Linked DNA regions of Mus musculus: all the other regions are linked to region 1. A link is a contact called in public ChIA-PET and promoter capture Hi-C data. All regions are on one chromosome and are shown on one strand. The core of a region is the stretch at or near the end of the contact, and the rest is flanking DNA. Distances in the headings are between cores, read along the strand shown. Region 1 holds the start of Qsox1 (quiescin Q6 sulfhydryl oxidase 1). Region 2 holds the start of Mr1 (major histocompatibility complex, class I-related). Region 3 holds the start of Axdnd1 (axonemal dynein light chain domain containing 1).

The links. Promoter capture Hi-C pulls out the DNA fragments that hold promoters and counts their contacts. ChIA-PET counts read pairs in DNA pulled down with a chosen protein or histone mark.
Region 2: an RNA polymerase II ChIA-PET map of memory CD8 T cells shows a contact between it and region 1, with 7 read pairs. The contact joins the promoter of Mr1 here to the promoter of Qsox1 in region 1. A contact is called at or near these places in 2 of 115 datasets of contacts at active chromatin or transcription factors (memory CD8 T cells and pancreatic cancer cells).
Region 3: a contact with region 1 is called in a promoter capture Hi-C map of embryonic stem cells, with 4 times the contacts expected there. The contact joins the promoter of Axdnd1 here to the promoter of Qsox1 in region 1. A contact is called at or near these places in 4 of 39 promoter capture datasets (embryonic stem cells, hippocampal neurons, pre-B cells and 1 more) and 1 of 9 other capture datasets (adipose tissue).

What each region holds. Positions count from the first base shown.
Region 1 is chr1:155,810,953-155,815,309 of GRCm38.p6, reverse strand. It overlaps Qsox1 (quiescin Q6 sulfhydryl oxidase 1), which reads left to right and starts at 2,411. Exons shown (of 12, transcript NM_001024945.1): 1 at 2,411-2,784. The coding sequence starts at 2,511.
Region 2 is chr1:155,144,925-155,149,281 of GRCm38.p6, reverse strand. It overlaps Mr1 (major histocompatibility complex, class I-related), which reads left to right and starts at 2,468. Exons shown (of 6, transcript NM_008209.5): 1 at 2,468-2,650. The coding sequence starts at 2,596.
Region 3 is chr1:156,419,137-156,423,493 of GRCm38.p6, reverse strand. Axdnd1 (axonemal dynein light chain domain containing 1) reads left to right here and starts at 2,579. Exons shown (of 26, transcript NM_001346967.1): 1 at 2,579-2,648; 2 at 2,964-3,159; 3 at 4,083-4,255. The coding sequence starts at 3,066.

The sequences.
Region 1 (4,357 bases), core at 1,162-3,661:
TTTATTCAAATCCTTTGTATTATTTTCCATTTCTGATTCTCTAAGATATGGAGACAAGCCAACCTTTGTGTATTTCTCTTCCCTGTCTTTCCCAGGCACTGGGCCCAATGGTCTCTGCACAAGGTCTTTTTTAATTCTCAGGCCTCTGGAGACGCTAACTACACACCTCTAACAGTGGAGATACGTAAGGCACATTTTACTGGCACCTGACCAAGCAACTATAGTACTTTCAATCCCTAGAATCCAAAATTCCTAGGAGACATCTTAAGACAAGGGTGAGGCCCAGGTCCTAGTGGCCTCTAGGGTGGACGGACATGGGACCACGGAAGCCAGTCAGGGGCTGAATCCCAGGGAGGAATGCCTACCACATGAGATGGCTTAGGGTCAGAGAGGAACGAACCTTCCACTTTACTTTGGTGATGTAATTTCCTTACGAGTTTTAAATGTGAGGCACAGAGAACCTAAATAGTTGAAGGAAGCAAAAGACCAGCTGTTGGGCCTCTTCCTGGAATGGTCTTACCTTAGACTGTCATGAAGTCCCCTCCCAAATGCCATTCTGGTGTTTCCTCATAAGAACTTCCTTAAAATTTGAACACCCCATGCCCAACCTTGGGGTTCTCATCTTTCAGCTACCTGGTTTCCACAGAGCTAGAACCCCAATTGTGCCAGGGGTGGTGATGGTAGGTAACACATGCCTTTAATCCCAGCATTTGAGAGGCAGAGGCAGGATTATCTCTGTGAGTTCAAGGCCATTCTGGGCTACACAGTGAGCTCCAGAATAGCCAAAGTTACATAATAGGCCTGCCTCAAAAACAAACAGCCCATATGCCAACAGACTTAAAATTATGCTTCCAACACCTGAGACCCTAAAATGCTGCCTTTCTAGCAACAGGCAGCACTTAGACACATAGCCTGCTCTGACCCTTTCCCAAGGTCTCTCTTTCTAGGAAGCGTGTGCGAGGCTCAGATATGCAAAGAAGGCTGTTAAAATTGTGCCCATAATGGAATACAACAGAGTGGAAACAGGAGGGAAACGAGGAAGGCAGGAACCAGTTACCCTCAAAGCCAACAAACTCTACTGGACATCTTGGGGGAATTCAAGAACTCCAGAAAAAAGAAACTGGTTTTCAGATTATCAGAAAGATCTAGATAAAAGGATAAGAAATTTATATAATAATTTGGTTGTTTTTATTTTTGAGACACTATGTAGCCCAAGTTGGCCTGGCATTCATATTGTTCCATCCCAGCCTACAGAGTATCTGAGGCTTTAGACATGCCCCACCATGCCCTTTGGTTTGTTATTTTTTAAGATTACAAACCTGTATTTGGTCTTCAGCGGTATTACTGACTCGGTCGGTCCCTTCAAATATCAGATGTCCCTGTCCCTGACCACCTCCTATTATAACCATAGCTCCCCTTGATATTTGTCATCAGTCAACCTACATTCACTTGCATACCATCTGTCCCCATTGTAAGTTCCACACCCCTCAGTCTTTTATCACCTCATTCTTAATATCTGGTGCATGACTGGCACAGAGACGTTACTCAGTTTCTTATGAAGGAAAGGAGTAACACACCTTAAGGGCTAGGCCAAGGGGTCACAGAGAGGGCTAACTAATCCAGAGATACAAAAGAAAAAGGCCAGTGTGACAATTCTGAGGATGACCTATTCACTTCAAGATATCTCACAAGGCACCCGAGGTACAAAAGGTGGCCATAGGAAAATTCACTATCACTTTCTTACTTGTGGACACAAGCTTAGTTGATCCGGATACTTGAGAGAACATAGGAGCATGAGGCTGAGTAGGCTGAGGGCAATATAGCATCTGAGCTGTGGGGAGGGAGTCCAACCTGAAGGAATCAACCCAACAAAGGGTGGAGGGATGTCAATGCCAAAGAAACCTTGACTCCAAGGCAGCAGAGCCCAGCCAACTGTGGGAGAGGGCGTCCTGTCCCCTCGTAGGAAGCCCTCCAGCAATAGCTCCCTAGACGGTGGGGCCTCCGGAGGCGTGCGTGCTTCTGGCTCCTGTGGGCCTTGACAATCACAATGTCCTACCTCCTGGCTCTTTTCTCCCACCTACTTCGAATTCCCAATGTGAAAACTGCGAGAAGGAGCCCCCTGGAACTTTCCAGGAACAAGATAAATCTGTAACGACTATGCCAACGGACTCCGCTTCCGTAGGATACGGGGGCCGAGAGCGGCCAAACGTTGCCCCGGCCCCCTCAACGACCTCGAGTGCGGCCTGAGGTCCCGGGCGGCACTCGTTTCCGGACCCAGCTCGGAGGTCTGGCTCGCCGGGGGATGGGAACCGCGGAGCGCCCACCAGCACCGGGACCCCGGCTCTGGCAGCTCACACGCTCGCAGGGGCGGTCCCGGGAGTCGGCCCCGCCTCGGGGCGGAGCCTCTTAGCTCCTCCTCCTCCTCCGGGGCGGAGGCTGTTGGTGCGCGGCAGGCTCCGGATACTGACTAGTCACAAACTTGAAGGAGGTGGACATTCAAGCCGCCTAGGATGAGGAGGTGCGGCCGCCTCTCGGGGCCGCCATCGCTGCTGCTACTACTGCTGCTGCTCTCGCCTCTGCTCTTCTCGGGGCCCGGCGCTTACGCGGCCCGGCTCTCAGTGCTCTACTCGTCCTCTGACCCGCTGACGCTGCTGGATGCTGATTCGGTGCGTCCCACTGTGCTCGGCTCCAGCAGCGCCTGGGCGGTGGAGTTCTTCGCCTCCTGGTGTGGCCACTGCATCGCCTTCGCCCCGACGTGGAAGGAGCTTGCTAACGACGTGAAAGGTGAGAAGTGGAGGCCTTCCCCGACCCACCGGCAGGTCCTGCCAACCGTCCCGCTAGCTCGTCCCCTCCCTCGCGGCTTCCTTGGTCCATCGCAGTCCCTCCCCTCCCCCAATCCATAGCCTTTAAGTTCTCCCTGGCCGCGTCCCCTCAGTCCTCTGCTCCTGCGTCTTCCTCTGACAAGTCTTTGTCTCTATCCTTCGAGAGGGTTTTCTTGTTCCCTGTGCTCTTCTCTGAGCCTTTCTCCAATCCAGCTTTGTAGCAGCCTCCTTCCTCATCCAGGGATCCCTTCTTGCCAACTTCCCTAGTAGTCGAGGTGGAACAGTGCTGGATAGAGAGTTGGCATTCATTCTACCGCCCCCACCACTTTTCTCCACCCCCCGTGGCAAGTTACATAGTTGGTATACACATTTCCTTTCTCATCCTTACCTATGAGGTAGATGTCTGTCTTCATCGGGTGGTTTTCCTCTTTGCCTGTCCAGTCCAGGCTTCTCTTGACCTGCTACCTCTAGCACCTTAGCTTCCAGGCCACATTCTTATTTCTCTTCTCCTTGGGTCTGGACTCGCTTAGACCTTAGCCTTTAAGCCCATGAGACTAAACTATATGTATGCCTGTGGTGTGTGATTGGCCCGTGCTCCATGCTCCAGTCACTGGTCTGGCTATTCCTCCATTCTAAAATGCCAATTACGGGACCCACTCTTCATTTAATTACAGCCTAAGGGGTAGCAGGATAAGAAAACCACCAAACGTATAGGGATTTTTAAAGTGTGCTGTATTATAGGAATGTTAAAATATTGAAAAATTAAGACTTGCAGATGAGGGAACATAATAATGGTAATTATTATAGACCAAGTGCTTAAATAGTAGACTCTGTACTGTGGACACGACAGAATTTCCTCTCTACAGCTTAAAGATTCCCTGCTATACACACATCTTTCTAACTCAAGTCAAGGGTGCTGGGGGTGGGTAAGGGGAGGGGTGGGGAGCAGGAGTGGCATGGTTGTGGGGACTGGTTCCTGACTTTGTCACTTCTCTGATGAGTGTGTTTCCTAGTTTGTGGTGCCAGGCAGGGGACTAGCAGAGCTCTTAACCCGAAGTAATAGTTGGATGAGAAAACTGTGTCTTAGTTAGGGCCAGGCGTTCTAGAGACAGGAAAACTAGCCCCTCAGCCCCTCTCCTGTGTAGTTGATGGTTCTCCACAAGCTCAGATGGGTGTAAAGAGCGCCTTTGTCCAAGGTCATCTTGGACTTCATCTCCCCCTCCCCTGAGCGGCTGGCAAAGTGCTTACTGAAGTGGTCTCATGGAATGGTGTGTAGTTTTCAAAAAAAAAAAAAATTTTTTTTTTTCTTCAAGACAGGATTTCTCTGTGTAGCCCTGGCTGTCTGGGAACTCACTCTGTAGACCAGGTTGACCTTCAACTCACAGAGATCCACCTGCCTCTACCTCTTGGGTGCCACCACTGCCTGTCCCCCAAAATAAGTTTTAGCCGCACCTAGAAGCTCTTTTCCCTTGCTTCCAATTTATACTTAACCCACATGCCTCTCCGTCCCCATCATCCGTGTGACGGGTCCTTCA
Region 2 (4,357 bases), core at 1,219-3,718, 670 kb after region 1:
TAACATTATATGAAGTTATAGTTAGGTATATATATATATATATATATATATATATATATATATGCATATGATAACAATTAGTTTTAAAAATAAAAGCCATGCCAGACGTGGTGGTGCATGCCTTTAATCCCAGCACTCGGGAGGCAGAGGCAGGCAGACTTCTGAGTTCGAGGCCAGCTGGTCTACAAAGTGAGTTCCAGGACAGCCAGGGCTATACAGAGAAACCCTATCTAGAAAAACCAAAAAACCATGAATAAATAAATAAATAAATAAATAAATAAAGGCCATGAATTTGAAATAGAGCAGAAAGGGATATATGGGAGAGTTTGGAGAGAGGAAAGGGAAGGGAGGAATTATGTCATCAATTTATAATCTCAAAAATGTAATGAGGGAAAAAATAGAAGTACTTGTAAAGTTATACCATTAATATGTATATCTGTTTTGGCAAATATACATTTGAGAAATAATTTACAAAATAGGATTAGAACATGAAACCCCTTTTAAAAAAGAGAACCTCAAGCCAGGCATGGTGGCGCACGCCTTTAATCCCAGCTCTTGGGAGGCAGAGGCAGGCAGATTTCTGAGTTCGAGGCCAGCCTGGTCTACAAAGTGAGTTCCAGGACAGCCAGGGCTATACAGAGAAACCCTGTCTCGAAAAAAACAAAAACAAAAAGAGAGAGAGAGAGAGAACCTCACATACATATACCTACATGCATATCCACAATAAAATCACCAAAGAAGCATATACTAAAATATATCAGGAATGGTGTCCTCTGCCTTCCTACCTTTCACTAGCTTGCAATTAGATAAAGCGATTTTAAGCTACCCACACTTTTCATGTTTCCTTTTTAAGAGTACAGCATGAAATCTGGGGAACAAGCTATTAACAGGAAAAAAAAATCCAAAAACCCAAAGGAGCAAATACATTGGCACAGCGTGCAAGCATCATGGAGCAGCAACAGGGGTCTCTGTGAGGGGCACATGGATACCTATATTTGCTAGATGAATAGCCAAGGGAAAAAACAAAAGAGGAAGGAAAGGAAAAAAGAGATGCAAGCATCTGAAAAGAGGCCATCAAATAATTTCTTTTAGCTTTTTGTGGGGAAAGGAAGACATGCCTACGTTTTCCACTCTCATAGAAAGCAAAAATTAGGTGGCTGCAAACAATATATATTTTCTCTCCAATCATTTAGGAGGCCACAGTTCTGAAGACAGGTCTTATGGTGAAAAAACAAAACAAGACTAAACAAAACACCACCAACAACAAAAACAAAACAAACAAACAAACAAAAACCCAGCTTTTGACACATGCATTCTTTCTAGAGGTTCTGGGGTATGGTCTGTAACCTTCTCATTCCAGGTCCAGGGGCCTCCTGCACTCCTTAGCTCATGCCCTCTTCAGTAATGCATCTGCTGTCACAGACCCTTCCCAGATTCTGACCCTCTGCCTTCCTGAAATAGGGACCCTCGTGATTAGATTGGTTCTGCCAGGTCCAGGATCATCTCTCCATCTCTGCGTCTTTAAATCAACGGGACCTGCAAAGTCCCTTATGCCATATAAAGTGTGTTGTATTCACGGGTTCTGAGCTTTTAGAGTGGGCCATCACTCAACTCACCTCTGAAGGAAACCAGGGGTTTGATTCTCCTATCCCCTCTTCCTGCGTAATAAACAACCTCACTGAGTCAACAGTCCTGTGGAATACACAGATTTCTTTTAAAGGGGAAGCTGTCCAGCCATGGTGCAGTCTGTGATTCTGCCCCATGTCAAAGAGATTTGACCATGTCAAATCAAGCATGGTGCCTGACCCCAAGCCAAAGCCTGCCTTTTCCCCATTCTTCTCTCTATCCTGTACTTCCTCTTTCCTGTCTAGACCTGTTCCCCAGCTCCCTGAACAGCCTCAGCTGCTGTTTCCTAACTTGTCATGTGCTTCTAACAACAATGTGACCATAGGTTGGAGATTGCTTTCCTTGAAAGATGAGTGGCGACCCCTCAGAGTCTCCCATAGGCCTTTTCTTTTCATGATTCAACAGGGATGTTTGGGGTCTATTGTTCTAGGTAAAAAAAAAAAATACAGGAAAGACAGATATAAATAAAAAAATTACAGGGCATTCTAAATGGTACATGCTATCTGAGACGGATGGGAAAATCATACTGAGCAGGGAGTTCCAAATCTTAGAACCCAGGGTGCAATTTCCTTTGTCCCTTGGTTAAAAATCTAAACTCCAAGAAAGAACCAAAGGCAATAAATTACCCATGTCATTAATTTTTGCTTCCCTATACCTTTCATGTAATTGAGCTACAGTTGGGAACTGGATGAAGAGAAGACAGGAGCAAGCTGAGTCTGAAACCCACAAGGGGTTAATGTTTATTGCTTTCATTTTTGTAAGTCTCTATTCTACCTAGCAACTAATGACACCAGATATATTTACCAGTTCTTACTGGAGAATGCTTCCCCCTGTCCCACCCCACAGTGCTCAGTTACCAAGTGTAAGTAAGTCGGTAGAGTACAAGTTCTCAAAAGATTCATCAGGGGTCTGTCACTGTCTGAGGTTAAAAAAAAAAATCGGAAAAGCAAAGGACTTCAGCACGGGTTGATGATGCTCCTGTTACCTCTGCTCGCTGTATTCTTGGTGAAGCGAAGCCATACTCGTAAGTATCCTGAGTGCTCTTTGCTTCCAAATGCAATGCTGAAGCATAACGACGGCTTTGCTTTCTAAACTTGTGGTGCAAACTATAAAAAAGCCAGAGACAAACCCACAGGTCCTTTGTACCCAAGACTTGAAGGGTGATGGACCAACTGGCCTGCTGTTCAGATGTGTGTGCATGGATGCCAGCCTGCCCAGAAAGACTGCCTCACTTTTCCTCTGAGAGCTATGTCCCCACTTTTCTGCTATACCCTTACTTTCCCTTCTGTTTCTCTTCTTTTCTTTTCTAACAATGAACCTGCGTGTAGGGAGAGTTTCAGGGGAGTTGAACCACCCAATCTGTCCATCGTTCAGGCCAATAGATAATTTTTCCTCCTCAGGACAAGGACATCCTGTAACAAAAGATGCATGAAAGATAAAGCCATGGCTCTGAGCTCGTTTACTAGGTGTAGGAAATATTCATGGATTTAAAACAAAGTTCTGGGGCTGGAGAGATGTCTCAGCGGTTAAGAGCAATGGCTGTTCTTCCAGAGTGCACCAGTTCAATTCCTGGAACCCACGGGGCAGCTCACAACTGTCTGTAATTCCAGTTCCAGGGGATCTGACATCTTCACATAGACATCCATGCAGGCAAAACACCAGAGTACGTAAAAATAAGTGAAAATTAGAATAAACATCGTAGTTTAGGGAGCTTGTGTCTCTAAGGGATCAAGAGCCCTGTGTTGCCACCAACACAGGAGAGTCCGTGTGACAGGAAGTGCTAGCCTTCTCTACCCTAAGCAACTGCTTTCCAGCTGGCTGTTAGTGCTTTTAAAGGTTCACAGGAGAATTGCAGAACTCCGATCAGGCCACCCAAGCTGCTGACTAATGTTCATGCCAGGAAGGAACTCTTTCAAATCGTGTCTGTGTTAGTTCTACAAGTATTGATTGATAGCTTGCTACGTGTCAGCTGATTGGAGGAATGTAACAACTGGATATGGATATGGTGATGCAAACTTACAGTCCTAGCTACTCTAAAGGCTTAGGGGGGAATGGTGAGTTTGAGGCCAGTTTGAGTGTCGAAAGAAAGAAAGAGATCGAGAAAGAGAGGAAGGGAAGGAGGGAGGGAGGGAAGGAGGGAGGGAGGGAGGAAGGGAGGAAGGAAGGAAGGAAGGAAGGAAGGAAGGAAGGAAGGAAGGAAGGAAGGAAGGAAGGAAGGAAGGAAGGAAGGAAGAGAGAACAATAAAGATCAGGTTAGATGTTTCTCTGGCTTACGGAGATTGCAGAACCCTCTGGCACAGTGATCACAAGTGAACACAGGTCTTCTGCCTTTAGCCCAGGCCTTTCTGTGATACTGCTGAACTTCCGAGTACCCCGTACATAGATAATTTGTGGGTAGTTATAGGATGGGGTGCTGCACTATGCTGGTTGTTTTCCTCTGACTCTTAGATGTGTTCCTGCTGTGTTGCTTTGTGTTCTAGAAGCCGAGGGCTACAGACTGCATCACCCAGTCCTAGCTTCTGTGTTGGTTCACTTGGTAGGAAATGCTAGGAAAAGAGAAGAGAACAAGGAGAAAAGAGAGATTGAAGTTTGCTTTTCTTGCCTCCTTCCTTCTTTCTAGAAGTCTCTGGCAGTAGCTATCTGTAGCTCTCTGCAGTGTAGGTTGTTTTTCCTTTTGTCTGAAAATCCCTCTTCTTTAGAGTTTTAGCTTCCGCTGGGCTTTAGCAATTCT
Region 3 (4,357 bases), core at 1,330-3,829, 610 kb before region 1:
GTTTTCGAAAGAGAGATGGCCACCACTGCTGCCACCAAAATGGCCACGGGCAAAATTACCACAAACTACCTCATTGGAACCACCTTGGCTAGAGGAAGCACTGGCTATCTATCCCTTGCTCTGACAGAGCTATCTTCATTTCCTAGCCATTCAGTCTGATTCTGAATGATAATCTTATCTAGGATATCATGCTCAGTGGAGGATATGAAAACAAAACCCCTTCTCACTGTCCTGGCCAACCGTGATGTCAATTGCTTCAAAATCTTTCATGCTGTGCAAAACAATATGAAACTGTTCCTTGGAGCCCTTAATGCCACCCACAGAGATCTTTATTTCAGTTCTGGGTGCACCTGGTCTTTGAGAAATTCCTCTGGATAGTTTTATTTGGTCCCACCACTCTTCCTGTGTGGCCTTGCATTCACAGCTGCATCAGCTTGCTCCACAGTATTGAAAGTGACTTTCGAAAGGCCCTGGAGCGGTTGTTGAAGGTCCCTGTTCCCTCCCACATACTGAGTGAGCGCTCCCTGCTTGCACAGTGACTCCTCATCAGACATTTCAAAGCTCAGAGAGTTTCCATAGCTGTCGGGCTCTGTAGCAGAATGCCTAAGCTTTTCCGCTCATGGCTCCTTTTCTCTGGAGTGTTTGTTTGTTTTTTGTTGTTGTTGTTGTTGTTTTGTTTTGTTTTATGTGTGGCCTGGAACTCGCAAAGATCCACCCCTACCTCCCGAGGGCTGGGACTTAAGGAATGTACTACCATGCTTAGCCGATTTTATTTTTACATTGGGTTTCTAGATCCTGACTGAATGTTAATAGTGCAGGATGTAGAGCATCTTCAAAGTTTGTTTGTTTGTTTTTAAGATTTATTTATTTTATTATATAAATAAGTGCACTGTCACTGTCTTCAGACACACCAGAAGAGGGCATCAAATTCTATTACAGATGGTTGTGAGCCACCATGTGGTTGCTGGGAACTGAACTCAGGACCTCTGGAAAAGCAATCAGTGCTCTTAACTGCTGAACCATCTCTCCAGTACAAAGTTTTGTTTTTAAATTGATATAAACACCGATGCTGAGAACACAGCTTTGCACAAATATGCTGATCTCAATTAAAATTTAAGATTTTTTTTTCCTTTCTCATGTAGCCCAGGCTGGTCTAAAATTCATTATGTAGCCAAAGATAGGCTTGAACTCCTGATCCTCCTGCCTCCATCTCTCCAGTGCCGGGGTTACAAAGTGTGTTCCATCCACCACATTCCACCATTTAATGATTTTGTTGTCATTAAAAATGAAACTCAAGCCTGCAATTCTAACAGCATTATTTAAAACCAACATTTGGGGGCTGGAGAGATGGTTTAGTAGCTAAGAGGGCAGACTGCTCTTGCAGATAACCTGAATTTGGTTCCTAGAACCCATGTCAGGTGGCTCACAACCACCTGTAACTCCAGGGGGTCTGATTCCCTCTTCTCTGGGGCATCTTCCCTCACACACAATAAGCACATATACATAACCTAAAAGAATTAAAAGTATAAAATCAAAGTGAGCAGTCATGCCAACCGTGAGTGTGGCACACCCACAAGAGCTTTCTCTTGTTCAATCTACAAACTGTTTTATCAACGTCACAAGCCAGATGCACAGTCTTGGTTAACTTGAGTCCAAGTGGACCCTAAACCTTCATAAACCGACACCCCCCCCCACCCCCCCACCATGCTGTCCTTTGCCCCTGCACGACAATGAATAGCCATTTGATTCAATAAATGGACACAATCTCTGAAGAGATTTCTCCCATCTCCCTTGCACTGCAGGAATGGGTGGCAACAGTTAGGTCATGCAGGGTGAGCAGAGTTACTCTGTGCTCGTTTCCATAGGCGCGTCAATGGGAAGATTGTTGCCAACTACTGATCATGATGTGCTTGCTCCTACAATCAGTAGATTCTTTAGAGAGAATGCTAGAGAGCCGATGCTACTGCAAATGCAAATTGGGGCCCATTTCTTTCTTTGTAACCTCCATTAGCCTAGGTGAGAAAGTCCTGCTCAGGTATTTGTCTTCTCCTTCAGCTACTGTTGGCATAGAAAGCTACCTGACACTAAGATGAACCGCACTTACGAACACGAACTGAGTGCATAGAAGTGACTTGAACAACAGAACTAGGCTGTTTGCTAGTTTACTCCTCCTCCTCTCTTTTTGAGACAAGGTTGTCACTAAGTTTCCCTGGCGGATTCAGAACTCATAGATTATGCTAGCCCTGAACAGATTCAAGAGCAGAAGGTCTCATTGCTACATCACCCTCTCTGCAAGGGCAGGGCCCGGGGAGTCTCTACCGGCGCAGGTCTGCGCTTGCGCAGTCTGCACCCGGAAGCGCGGTTTCGAGAGCCTATCCCATTCCGAGACAACAACCCGATTCAATATTCTTCCTTATTGCTACTACCCATGACTAAAAACACACGGAAACTTCTAGAGAGTGTAGAGACTCCTTTTCATCTCTTTTCTTTTGACGGCTCTGCCGGAGGCGGCTCGGCCCGCAAGTTGCTAGGACGGGGGGGGAGCGGGGAGCGTGGGGGGGGGGGCAGAAATGTGCTGCGTTGCTATGACGACGCAGGGCGTTCCGGAAAAGGGATGGCCTTCCGACGCCAGGCGGCAAACACAACTTGTGGGTACAGCGGCCGGTGTCGTGCACTCCTACAGTGCAGTCCTAGGACTTTGCTGAAAGAACCGTGGGAGCCCCGCCCCACTCGCGCCCGCGGAGCTGGGTCGCGCTGACCCGCCCGCAGTCTGTAGGGAGGCGGAGCCTGACTTTCCCGGGCTGGGCCCTGACTCTGACCCACCCATACCCCATCTCTGTCATGTCAAGTTATCTTAGAGGGCTCCCCAAAGAAAGGAAACCACGCCAGATGAATTCTGAAATTCAGTCTGAACACAAACACTCAAGAGATCTCTCTGTTCATTTGCTTTGTTTTGCCTACAGAATTATGGACAGCTTGAAAGTCTGAACACGATTTTGATTTGTTTTTGAATTAATTTTTTGGAGGATTAATAGTTCTGAGAGTGATCCCAGGCATTGATTATTATGTCTCTCCACAAAGTGTCGGACACTTCGCTGACCTCCCCATCAACATCTGAGTCCAAACAGGCAAAACTCTATGTAGTCAAGGAGGCAAAAGGTAAACTTAAGGATGCCGTGGACAGAACCATTAGGGCTACTGAAAGAATTTGCAATCCGTTCTCCCTTTCTCCTTAGCCAGCCTGAACACTCACCAAGTCAGAATACTGTTTCATCTTCATTTAAATACTAATAGCTATATGAAGTTTGGTTGCTTCTTCTCTGACTTCAAGGGAGCTTTAAAAACATAGTTATGTGGATAAGAAAAACATAACTTAGTTCAATATGCCTATTTGTATAAGATTCAAGATGTTTTTTGAGATTCCTTAAGATTTCCATCCTTGGGGCTGTGTCTTGGAAGGCAGAGGCAGGTGATCTCTGTGAATTTGAGGTCAGCCTGGTCTACATAGTAAATTCCAGGCTAGTGGGAGCTACATAGTGAGACCCTGTTTCAAGAAAAATGTAAAAAGACGTAATGATAAATGTAGAACCTGTACCAGAATAAGAATCAAGGCAGTCACCGTCTCACTCTTGCTCATCAGACTGAGGCTATCTCCAGTCTTAAGGTCACAGAGCTTTTTGGGTTGTTTCTTATTTATATTTTGCTACAGTTCCATCATCAACTCAAGGAGGTACGGATTCAACTCAAGGACTTACACTAAGCAAGCACTCTATCCTGAGCTAGCTACCTATTCACTATTTATGTTGCAGGGCAGTGGAGGGGTTGGGGCTTGGGTTGGCTGTACACTCACTCTGTGTAACCCAGGCCTTTTACTTTGTATCTCTCTGCATGTTCTCACATCCCCCTTCCACTCTTCCCTCCACCCTTCTAGCTACTCCTGCTTTAAGTATTCTTTGTAGCTGGGCTCCTCTGCTAGAGGCACCCTTCTTGTTAGAAACACAGGATACTGCTGAGGCAGTCTGGGAAACTTTAACTCCCCGGAACACTCCATTAAAAGTTTGTCTTTCCTAATACTTCCTTAGGGCTTCCTGAGCTAAAGGAGAAAAAATCCATGGTGAACCACCTCAAACCCCTTCCTCCCCTTCAGAATGACTACAGAATCCCCGAGGAAGTTCTTCTCTCTCTGAACTATGCAGCTAATGCCGGTCCCTGTCCTGAAAGCTTACTGCCTGTGAAGAAACCTAAAGCCCCAAAGGTTTGTATATACATACCTATCATGTTTGGGGTCACAATCCCTTTTTTAAAATTCACTTTGTTAAGTGTTTGGTGAGCAGAAGTTGTGTTCAGATGATCTTTT